Linked DNA regions of Zea mays: regions 1 and 3 are each linked to region 2. A link is a contact called in public Hi-C data. All regions are on one chromosome and are shown on one strand. Each heading gives the region's core, a stretch centred on a gene start, on an enhancer-like site or on the middle of the called end of the contact. The rest is flanking DNA. Distances are from core to core; before and after follow the strand shown. Region 1 holds the start of LOC103630321 (decapping nuclease DXO homolog, chloroplastic). Region 2 holds the start of LOC100191356 (peroxisomal carrier protein). Region 3 holds the start of LOC100273893 (Putative cyclin-dependent kinase family protein).

The links. Hi-C and Micro-C count contacts between places; a contact is called where the count stands out from the background.
Region 1: a Hi-C map of leaf shows a contact between it and region 2, with 4 times the contacts expected there. The contact joins the promoter of LOC103630321 here to the promoter of LOC100191356 in region 2. A contact is called at or near these places in 2 of 25 Hi-C or Micro-C datasets (ear and leaf).
Region 3: a Hi-C map of ear shows a contact between it and region 2, with 1.5 times the contacts expected there. The contact joins the promoter of LOC100273893 here to the promoter of LOC100191356 in region 2. A contact is called at or near these places in 2 of 25 Hi-C or Micro-C datasets (ear and tassel).

Annotation. Positions count from the first base shown.
Region 1 is chr6:155,263,970-155,267,176 of Zm-B73-REFERENCE-NAM-5.0, forward strand. LOC103630321 (decapping nuclease DXO homolog, chloroplastic) reads left to right here and starts at 1,303. Exons shown (of 13, transcript XM_008651386.3): 1 at 1,303-1,831; 2 at 2,776-2,999; 3 at 3,080-3,145. The coding sequence starts at 1,417.
Region 2 is chr6:155,497,379-155,500,432 of Zm-B73-REFERENCE-NAM-5.0, forward strand. It overlaps LOC100191356 (peroxisomal carrier protein), which reads right to left and starts at 1,252. Exons shown (of 5, transcript NM_001136790.1): 1 at 873-1,252. The coding sequence starts at 1,036.
Region 3 is chr6:155,304,249-155,307,291 of Zm-B73-REFERENCE-NAM-5.0, forward strand. It overlaps LOC100273893 (Putative cyclin-dependent kinase family protein), which reads left to right and starts at 1,631. Exons shown (of 6, transcript NM_001148285.2): 1 at 1,631-1,871; 2 at 2,674-2,975; 3 at 3,037-3,043. The coding sequence starts at 1,740.

The sequences.
Region 1 (3,207 bases), core at 53-2,552, 230 kb before region 2:
TAGGTGACTTTCACCCGGGCGGGATACGCAGTCATGACTCGCTCGACGAGAGATACAATCATGACTCGCCTGAGGCCAACCTCGGATGGGAAACACAGTCACGAGTCACGATTCGCCCGAGGCCAACCCTGGACGCAAGAAAGTAGTTCCGACTCGCCCGAGGCCAATCCCGGGCGGGAGACGTAGTCACGACTCGCCCAAGGCCAACCCAGGCGGGAGACACAATTCCGACTCGCCCGAGGCCAACTTCAGACGGGAGACGCAGTCACGACTCGCCCGAGGCCAACCTCGAATGGGAGACGCAGTCACGGCTCGTCCGGGACCAACTTCGGGCGGGAGACGATCACGGCTCGTCCGAGACCTCCCGCAACCATGAATTCTCTGAGGCCAACCTTGGGCGGAAGATGCAGTCACAGCTCGCCCGAGACCTCCCTTAGTCACGACTCACCTGAGGGCGTGTCGGGTGACATTCCTGTGAGACCCAGACTGGCAGCGCATTTCCGACTCGCCCGAGGGCGCCTCAAGTGACTGCTTCGGAAGCTGACCAACTTCGCCGACCAACTCTGTGAGGTGGATCAGCTGACCAACTCTCCGATGACCACGACTCGCCCGAGGTCGTCTCGGGAGACTGTCCGGTGAGGCCGACAACGGCCCGAACTTGCTTTTTTCCTCCTTTTCTTCTCCACTTGACTTCAACTCTTGGAAGGACCTTCATGTGACTAAGTCCTAGAGATTATCTCTTCTCAGTCATGAGGGACCTAAGTCACGACTCGCCCGAGACCAACCTCGTGAATAGAGCAAGTTCTACAATCAGATCCCTTGGAGGATGCATATACAATAGTTCACAATCCTAAGAACCTGATTGATTATGACATGTTTAGATCATGTTTATGCTGATATATAGGAACCGTAGCAAAGTACGAGCACCTAACTATTAACTTATGATGAATGAAATTCGTGTCGATTTCTCATGCCTAAGAATGTTCGGAGATATCTTAACCTCATCGAAGAAAAATAGATAATTATACATTCGACAGGATTTTTATTCATACTTAGAATATTTAGATTTCTAAACTACAATGGTATACAGATAATGTTCTTGGAATATGTCTCCATTTCTTATTGTTTACTTATATGTTAACGTTACGTTTATTCTGGGTTAACATCATTCAATCATTTGTCTATTACTTATCATCGTTCACTTTTATTTTTGCATCATTATTTTGAACCAATTTTTAATCTATCGTAGGCACGGACACGCATCTAGTTTTTATTTTTAAAAAATGCCAAGTGCCCGTGGTAAACCTTATTCGAGGTTTCTTTTGTTCCGTGTCGTGTCGGACCCCACCACAACCCTCTTCTCCGTTTCGTTTCCCGACCAGGCCTCGCCGGCTCACCGCCCCCGCCGCGCCCGCCATGGACTTCTCGGAACAGGACGTCGACGTCTTCGGCGAGGACTACGACGTCCACGACGGCGGCGCCGAGGCCGAGGCCGAGGCCGACGGCGGCGGGGACTCGTCGGGCTCCTCCTCCCCATCATCGTCCTCGTCGTCCTCTGCCGCCGCGTCCTCCTCATCCTCAAGTGGCGGCTCAAGCCTCAGCAGCAGCGGCGGCGCTGCCGGTGAGGGCGAGGATGGCGCCGATGCGGGGGACGGGGAGGAATACGATTCGTCCAACCTCATAGCCACAAGGAGCGCCGGCGCCGCCGGCTATCTGGACGATGAGAGGAGGGAATATGAGAACCAGGAGGTAGAGGAGGAGAGAGATTTGTTCGGCTCAGATAACGAAGAGTACGTCAGAACTCCGGCGCGCAGCCACTACCTAGTCCCAGGTCCGCTTCTCGTCAATCCTAAAGTTGGTACCAATGCCCTAAAATATGTTTCTAGATTGAATAGTAGTAGCTTCTGTGTTGCCATTGAATTATCTAGGAGGCCGATACTGAATCCTGCCAAGTTTATCCAATGGTTTTATTGTGAGTAGGTTGTTCGTATTGTTTTGTGAGATGAGGTGCACTTTGACACTGTACAATTTCCACTTTAAGATGTGTAAATGGTGAATCTTTCACTGTTCCTTTGCTTGTTTCTTTCTCATCAACTTTCCTCAGCCGTAATGCGGGAGGTGTACTGTAGGTTATGGACCATTGCCTTCTGGCTTTTTTTGTTATTGTTAGTTTTTTTGGTGCAACATAGTATTTTAATATATCAGTACGCATAGGTTGGATATAAGTTTGTTAGGAAGTATACGTCTAGCCATTTTCATTTCCATCTTTCACACAACTGTAATTTATGACTCTGAAGAATACTGCCTTTCTCTAATGAATTCTCAAAGCCTTTTTCTGGGTGAATAATGCCAGCAGCCAGCTCACAGAAGACATGAAAGTTTTTATTCAAGGATCATAACTGGAGCGAAATCACAACTACAATAGAGCAAATAGTTACAGCTTTGAGCATCTGCTGTACATGTTCTCATTGAGAACCTCCCTGAAAGTTACTATACATTTCTTTTGTGGGGTTATGCTGACACCAAGCACAGGCTTTTGTATGTGACAACTCAAATTCTGCCGTTTAAATGTCCATTCAATCTATCAATACTCTGTTATAGAAGGACCCTTGCTATATGCTAAAGGATGTGACAAATGAACTGATTTTTTTTCATGGGCAAGATACTTCATATTTTGGGGGCTTAGTGCAACTAATGATTTTAAAAGCTTGACTGGATTTGAATTGAAAGGTGGAAGTATTAATACTTCAGTCCGTCATGGGTAATTTCTTGCAGTGCTTCCTCCAATTCGGAACACTAATAATCATTCTCGAGGAGGCTTTGGAGGACGAGGTGGTAGAGGCCCACCACTTCTTCCAAGGCCAGGAGGCCATCCAGGGCGACATAACTTTGGTTACGGGAGATTCGGGAATGGGCGTCATGTTGAAGGTTTAGTTTCAGATATGAAGCTTAATAAGAGCGAAGAAACATTGTCTAGAAAAGCTGTTACTTTTCAGGAGGTGTGTAGTGTTATCATGTTTATTTCATCTTCTGATTGTTACTCTTCTATGTGGAGTCATGTTCGTTGTCTCATATGCAGCCTTGTGAGATTGCATGCTTAAGCCGTGTTGAGGGTGGAGAGGTGTATTTTGATGATCGCAGCTTGGTAAGACCTTGGAGTTGCTAATTGGCATTGATTTCTCTTCCTTCACAGTAAATATCTGCTAA
Region 2 (3,054 bases), core at 2-2,501:
ACCCACTTCTAAGCAAATCCGCATCAACCCGCCCATTTAGCTTTAAAACCTATTTTCACCCATCCGAACAACACCCATATCAATACTCACACATAAAACCCATTACAACTGTACCCATTAGCAGGCCTGTCCTCAAGGATGACCATAATATAAGACAATGTACTGTTTCAGCCTAGCTTTTCACACCATAGGTGTCTAGGAAATTGGCCATAGAATCAAGCTACACCAAAATTCTTTCCCAGCTAAATTGGTTATGATAATTGCTGACCATATTTAGTTTTTCTCGCCAAAGGTGATTTGGCGTTATACAAAATTCTTTCCCTCCTAGCCTGGTTATGATAATTGCTGACCATATTGTCAGTCCCTGGATGCCAGGAGAAACAAATTTATCTTGAACCTAATGGAGAAGGAACTCATTCACGTGCTCATCTCACGTAAGCTATTCACTATTCAGTCTACTACTAGTTCTAAATGTTATAAGCAAACCATTTACCCTCTTCCTGTTTCACAACAGCTTGACACAGGAATGCTCGATAAGCATGCATGGATTGTGACATCATCGGCAGACGGTTCGATTCGATCGCAATCGCAGAGGATTTGCAGAAAAGTTGGGATCAACCAATGTGAAAAGGAAGGCGTCATCGTCCTAACTGACTAAAGCAAGACTCTTTAAGCCGTCCCAATCACTCTCATCGCCCACTGCACAGTTCAGGAAATCTCACTTCACACAAAAGGGAAAATTGCAAAGCGCGATCTTGAGAGAGAGAAATCAGGAAACCTCTACCATCCTACGACGAGCCAGCCACACGAGCCTCGTCGCACGGATCAGGCGGCCAGAGAAGAGCGATAAGGAAGGGATGAATGGGAAGTACCTATATTTCTGCGCGCCCTGGTGCGTCTGAAGCTCGGCCTGGAACTTGGTCTTGCAGATGTCGAGCGGGTAGAGCACGGTGGTGCTGACGAGCGAGCCGATTGCCCCGGAGGTGGCCTCCGCCAGGCTCTCCCAGTCCACCCCGCTGCCGGCGTCCCCCGCCATCGCCTGTCCCCCGTCCCTTCCTCTAGCGTCCGACGAGATCCTTGGGAATCTCCTCGCTCAGTTCTTTCCCTGCTGTCTATTGCCCCCCTTCGAGTCCAAAAGGTTGCGATTGAGGTGCGTCTGCGACTCGGGTACCCGCGAACCGAGGCGAGGAAGGGAACCGATGGAGAATGGGGTGACGTCACGGAAGATGGGCGACGAGTGGGGACGGGTACGCCAGCCGCCACGCCGGGTGGGACCGTGGGAGTGTGGGGCATTTTTTTGCTGATACACCGCGCGGCGTGACGGGTTCGAGATGCGGTGTTTGGTGCCCTGTATCTACGTGTGCCGCGCCCGCGCGCTGAGCTGTTTGGTTGGTGTGGTGTGTGGATTGACTGGATTCAGTGGCGAATGCCCGCCTACTACAGCGCTGTCGCCGGCTCCACGTCCATGCACGATGGGGTGCAGGTGGAGCCTGCAGGTGCTGGATCAGTACCAACAACAGGCTGGGCTGCGGGAGCGGCGTTTGATGAAATGATGGGTGCGTGCCTGCGTGGAGTGGAGACGGCGACGGACTGGAAATAGAGATGAAAATCAGTCGGATACAAGGTTATTCTGTATCCTATCTTAATATATTTCTCTCGAATACGGTACCGAATACGGGTATTTAAGATTCGGAACAGATATATGATGGGACCGGGTAATAATTCGGTCGATATGTACCGGATAGTTGTCGGGTAGTTCGTCTCTATGATATTAATTATCGAACCATCCAACAAATACATAAATTAAGCAATACATAATCATGTATATGATAAATCAAATGTAGGAAAGTAAAACGATAAAATTGACATCATACAATTCAAATTTACTAATCACAAGGACATTGTAGAACTAACACCACAGTATTAAAAATTCATAAAATATTGTAGATTCACTCAAAAAATACAGATAGTTTACAAAACTAATAAACATTTTACACGAAGATAACTCAATTCCTCATATGAAAATGATAAAGTAAAGTACTGATTATGTTGAAACTTGGATACTTACAGTGATTTCACATATAACTAATACAAATAAGTGAAAGTGAAATAGAATAAACGCGGGTATCTTATAGATCTTATGATCCAAACATTTTTTACGTTTATATATGGATAAATGTTGTGCCTCCGTAAAATTTCACGATTTTTCGAGGCTATTTATGTATTATTAATTTCTTGTCGTAGAAAATCATCAAAATACAATTAAATCCATAAAATATTGTAGCGTCGACCAAAAGTCGCATATAAGTTACCAATACTAATAAATAGTATATAAAAAGAAAATCTTAAATTCCCACATGGAGATAACCTTAAGCTCACACATAAAATGATAAAGTCTATTAATATGATATAATTTTGGACATTATTTCAATGATTTTGATCTAAAGATGTGTTTAAACAAAAAATTGATGTACTACAAAGTTATAGATCTCTTCGAGCTCTACAATTTTCATACAAACTTTATCTTCATCCGATTTCATATGTAAAAGTTATGATTTTATAACTATATTATGCACAAAAAGAAAAAACGGGTACCTGAATTCCGGGTATCCGAGCCGAATATCCGAGTATTTACCAGGTAGTCCTCGCTCCATATCCAAACCGAATCCGATGCTGCAGTATCCGGGTATTACCTGTATCCGTCCCGAATATAAAAATACTCAAATCCGTATCCGAAAAAAACGATATTTGCATTATCCATATCCGGTACCCGATGGGTATACCCGACCCGTTTTCACCCCTAACTGGAAGGAGGGCCCCCGCGCGTGACAGGTCCGGGTCCGTCTTGTCCGACGCCGGTGGCCTTCGTGGTCAGTCGTCTGTAGGTTTTTCACGTGGGGATGTTTGGTTTCTATGACTAGTTTGGCAACTTTATTTTCCCAATGGATTCTCATTTTTGCAATGGAAAAATAAAGTAATTTCCCTTGAGAAAATAGAAATCCATTAGAAAAATAGGGTTGTCAAACTAGCCCTCATTAAAATTTAGTTTCTGAC
Region 3 (3,043 bases), core at 381-2,880, 190 kb before region 2:
GCGTGCACCATAGCAGGGATGCACCAAACGCAATACGGATGAAACATTTCTACCCGGAGCGTTATCAGTGAGCGATAGGGGCTGTCTTGAGAGATCCCTCGGGGACTTTTGTCCGAGGGCAGGCGCAGAGACTCCATCTTGATACGGGCGACCAAGAGCTGGTGAAGCTGTGGAAGGCAGGGAACAATCAAAGATCGAATATTGTGCTAATCATATGTTTAGAAAGTTGAGGGAAATTAAAAAATTCGAGGATTAAATAGGGATATTTAGAAAGTTAGTGTGTTTGGGTTTATTGGAACATGGTTTTTTTGTTATTCACAACCTAAGCTTAGGGAACTAGGGGAGATGCTTTAACCGAGCTGCTCATACATTAGCTAAGGGCGCGTTTGGTTGAGGACCGTTGGAGAATGGAGCGGCTCCATTTCTATTTTCTGGATATTTGGTTTACGATAAAAGAGGAATGAAGTGGGTCTAAAGTTTCCATATGAAATTTTTTTATAAATAGTTGGAATGTTCCCGCTCCACGAAAATAACCGGATGTGAGCGCTCTTCTGGACGCGAGCTCTCTCCTCTCTTCTCACCCCTCTACACTCATATGACTCTCTAACCAAACATAGAATAGAGTGACTCCTGCTCTATTCTACTCTTCAACCAAATAAAAATAGAGCGACTCTGTTCTGATTGCCAAATGCAAAATAGAACGGCTCCATTCTAAAAAATTAGAATAAAGCCGCTTCATTCTAGTTGACTCTCCAACCAAATACACCCTAAATAGGTCTCATGTCACACACTGAGAGCAGAGGGAATCTACATTAAGCCTAGTGGGGGTACATATTTTTTTGTTTTAGTGGACCTTTTATATCATGTAATGTAGTTACAATGTTTCATTAGTTAGTAGATCTTTATTTAGACCCCCACTTAGGTATTGGGTCTCCAGTTAGATAATCTCTTCGTCTCAAAATATAATTTGCTTTAGACTAATCATATATTCATTAAGCATCATATCATTAAGCAACATATGAATATAGTTTCCATATATGTCTATATTCATTATCATTTCAATGAATATGGTCGAAAAAAGTGGGTTACAAATAACTATATTTTAGGATGGAGTGAGTATTAGGTTGAGTCTGTCTTTGGTAGTAGCGAAGCTAGCAAATATTTTATTGGGATCATCAATATTATCTATTATATCTTCGCTATTGAACTATTGTAACACCGTTTTTCATTAGATATTCAGAAAATTACTGGGACTTAAAAAAAAAGGCCTGCCTCCGCCCCTGCCCTGGGAGTGTGGCGGAATGTCTCAGCTACACTTGTTGATCGGTGATTGTAGTCATGATGTTTCACGATGAATCAGAGTCCTGAGTCGCGGTTGCACGAAGAAACGGTGCCAACGAGCAACGAAACGCAGCCAACGAGCAACGAAACGCAGCCAACTCCGCCACTGCCCAGACGTCCGTCAACGGTCGAAACTTCTCGTAAACCAAAATCAGACAGAGAGAGCCGGAACCAATAAAGTGAACGTAAACCAAAATCAATCCATCCCCGGTGCAGAACGCCCAACGGGCAACGGCTGTGCTGCCAAAAGTCCGGACCACAGCTCGCGCTGCCCGCCGCGCCTTGCCCAGACGTGCGCTCCCTTCTCCCGCGCCGTCGCCTCTGCCCTGGCCGACCCGCTGGGCCCAGTGTGCGCAGCCCTCCCGGGTTAAGGCGGAGGTGCTTGGGGACCCGCTCCCATGGCGAGCGCCGGCATCAGCGGCAGCGGGGACGACGATGCAGGAGGGAAGCTCTTGGCGGATCGCTACCAGAAGGGCGAGGTCCTCGGCGAGGGCACGTACGGAGTCGTCTTCAAGGCCATCGACACCAAGGTCGCCTTGCCACACCAATCTCCTAAACCCTCTCTTTCTGATCTGTGGCCTGTGGGCGGCCACCACTCGAGAGTTGGAGCTTGGCTAGTCCGATCCATCCAGCTTCGAACGTGTGGTCGCGGGATTTAGCTTTAGGGGTTGGAGGGTTTTGCGCGTCGTAGCTCGTGAACTGGCGTCATTGAGTGGTTGGGGCTTCGCTCTGGATTTTGTCTCGGACTCGGGTAGTTCTACCGCGATTCGCTCTGATGAGAATGAAGTTGGTGGTTTTGTGTTGCTTTGTTTAGCTGTCCGTTGATTGAACTGTCAGTGTAGACTGTAGACACTACGATGCGAAAGGTTCAGCTGGTAGTTCTCGTGTTCTGTTGGATACCGGGATTGATTTTTTTTGGTGGACTTATGTATTCCACGCGTGTAAGAGTGACAACAGATGTGGGATGTGTTCTCACTGGTCTTAAGTGGTGTCATCACCGTTTTTACTTTTCTCAGTCAAGTATACGTGGCTGTGATAGAATCACCACGGTTCAGCCTTCCGACTGTTCTTAATGTTCTCTCATATTTTGTACTCTGTACATTCCAAATTATAAGATTTTGTCTTTTCTAGATACATAATTTTTTAGATACATATCTTTTGCTATGCACTCAGACGTAGGGTCTTTGGTTTAAAAAAATAACTGGATATGTAATTAAAACAATGTATCTAGAAAAACCAAAACAACTTATAATTTGGAACGGAGGGAGTAGTAGTTTTTCATTCTGATTGACCTGTTTTGTTCATGAGTTGCTGGATGCTGTTCATTTTCAGACTGGAAATACAGTCGCGGTAAAGAGAATCTGGGTAGGGAAGGACAAGAAGGAAGGTGTTAACTTCACCGCATTGAGGGAAATTAAACTACTTAAGGAGCTGAAAGGTCCTAATATTATAGAGCTGATTGATTGTTTCCCTTACAAGGAAAATTTGCACCTTGTATTTGAGTTTATGGAAACTGATCTGGAAGCTCTCATAAAAGATAAGAACATAATACTGTCTCCAGCTGACACAAAATCATATCTCCAGATGCTGTTAAAAGGTCTATCGTTCTGTCATAAGAAATGGGTGATACACAGGTACCTACTACCTTGCTAATCCCCTTCTAATGAAAACATCATTTGATAAGCTGTGTTGCAGGGATATG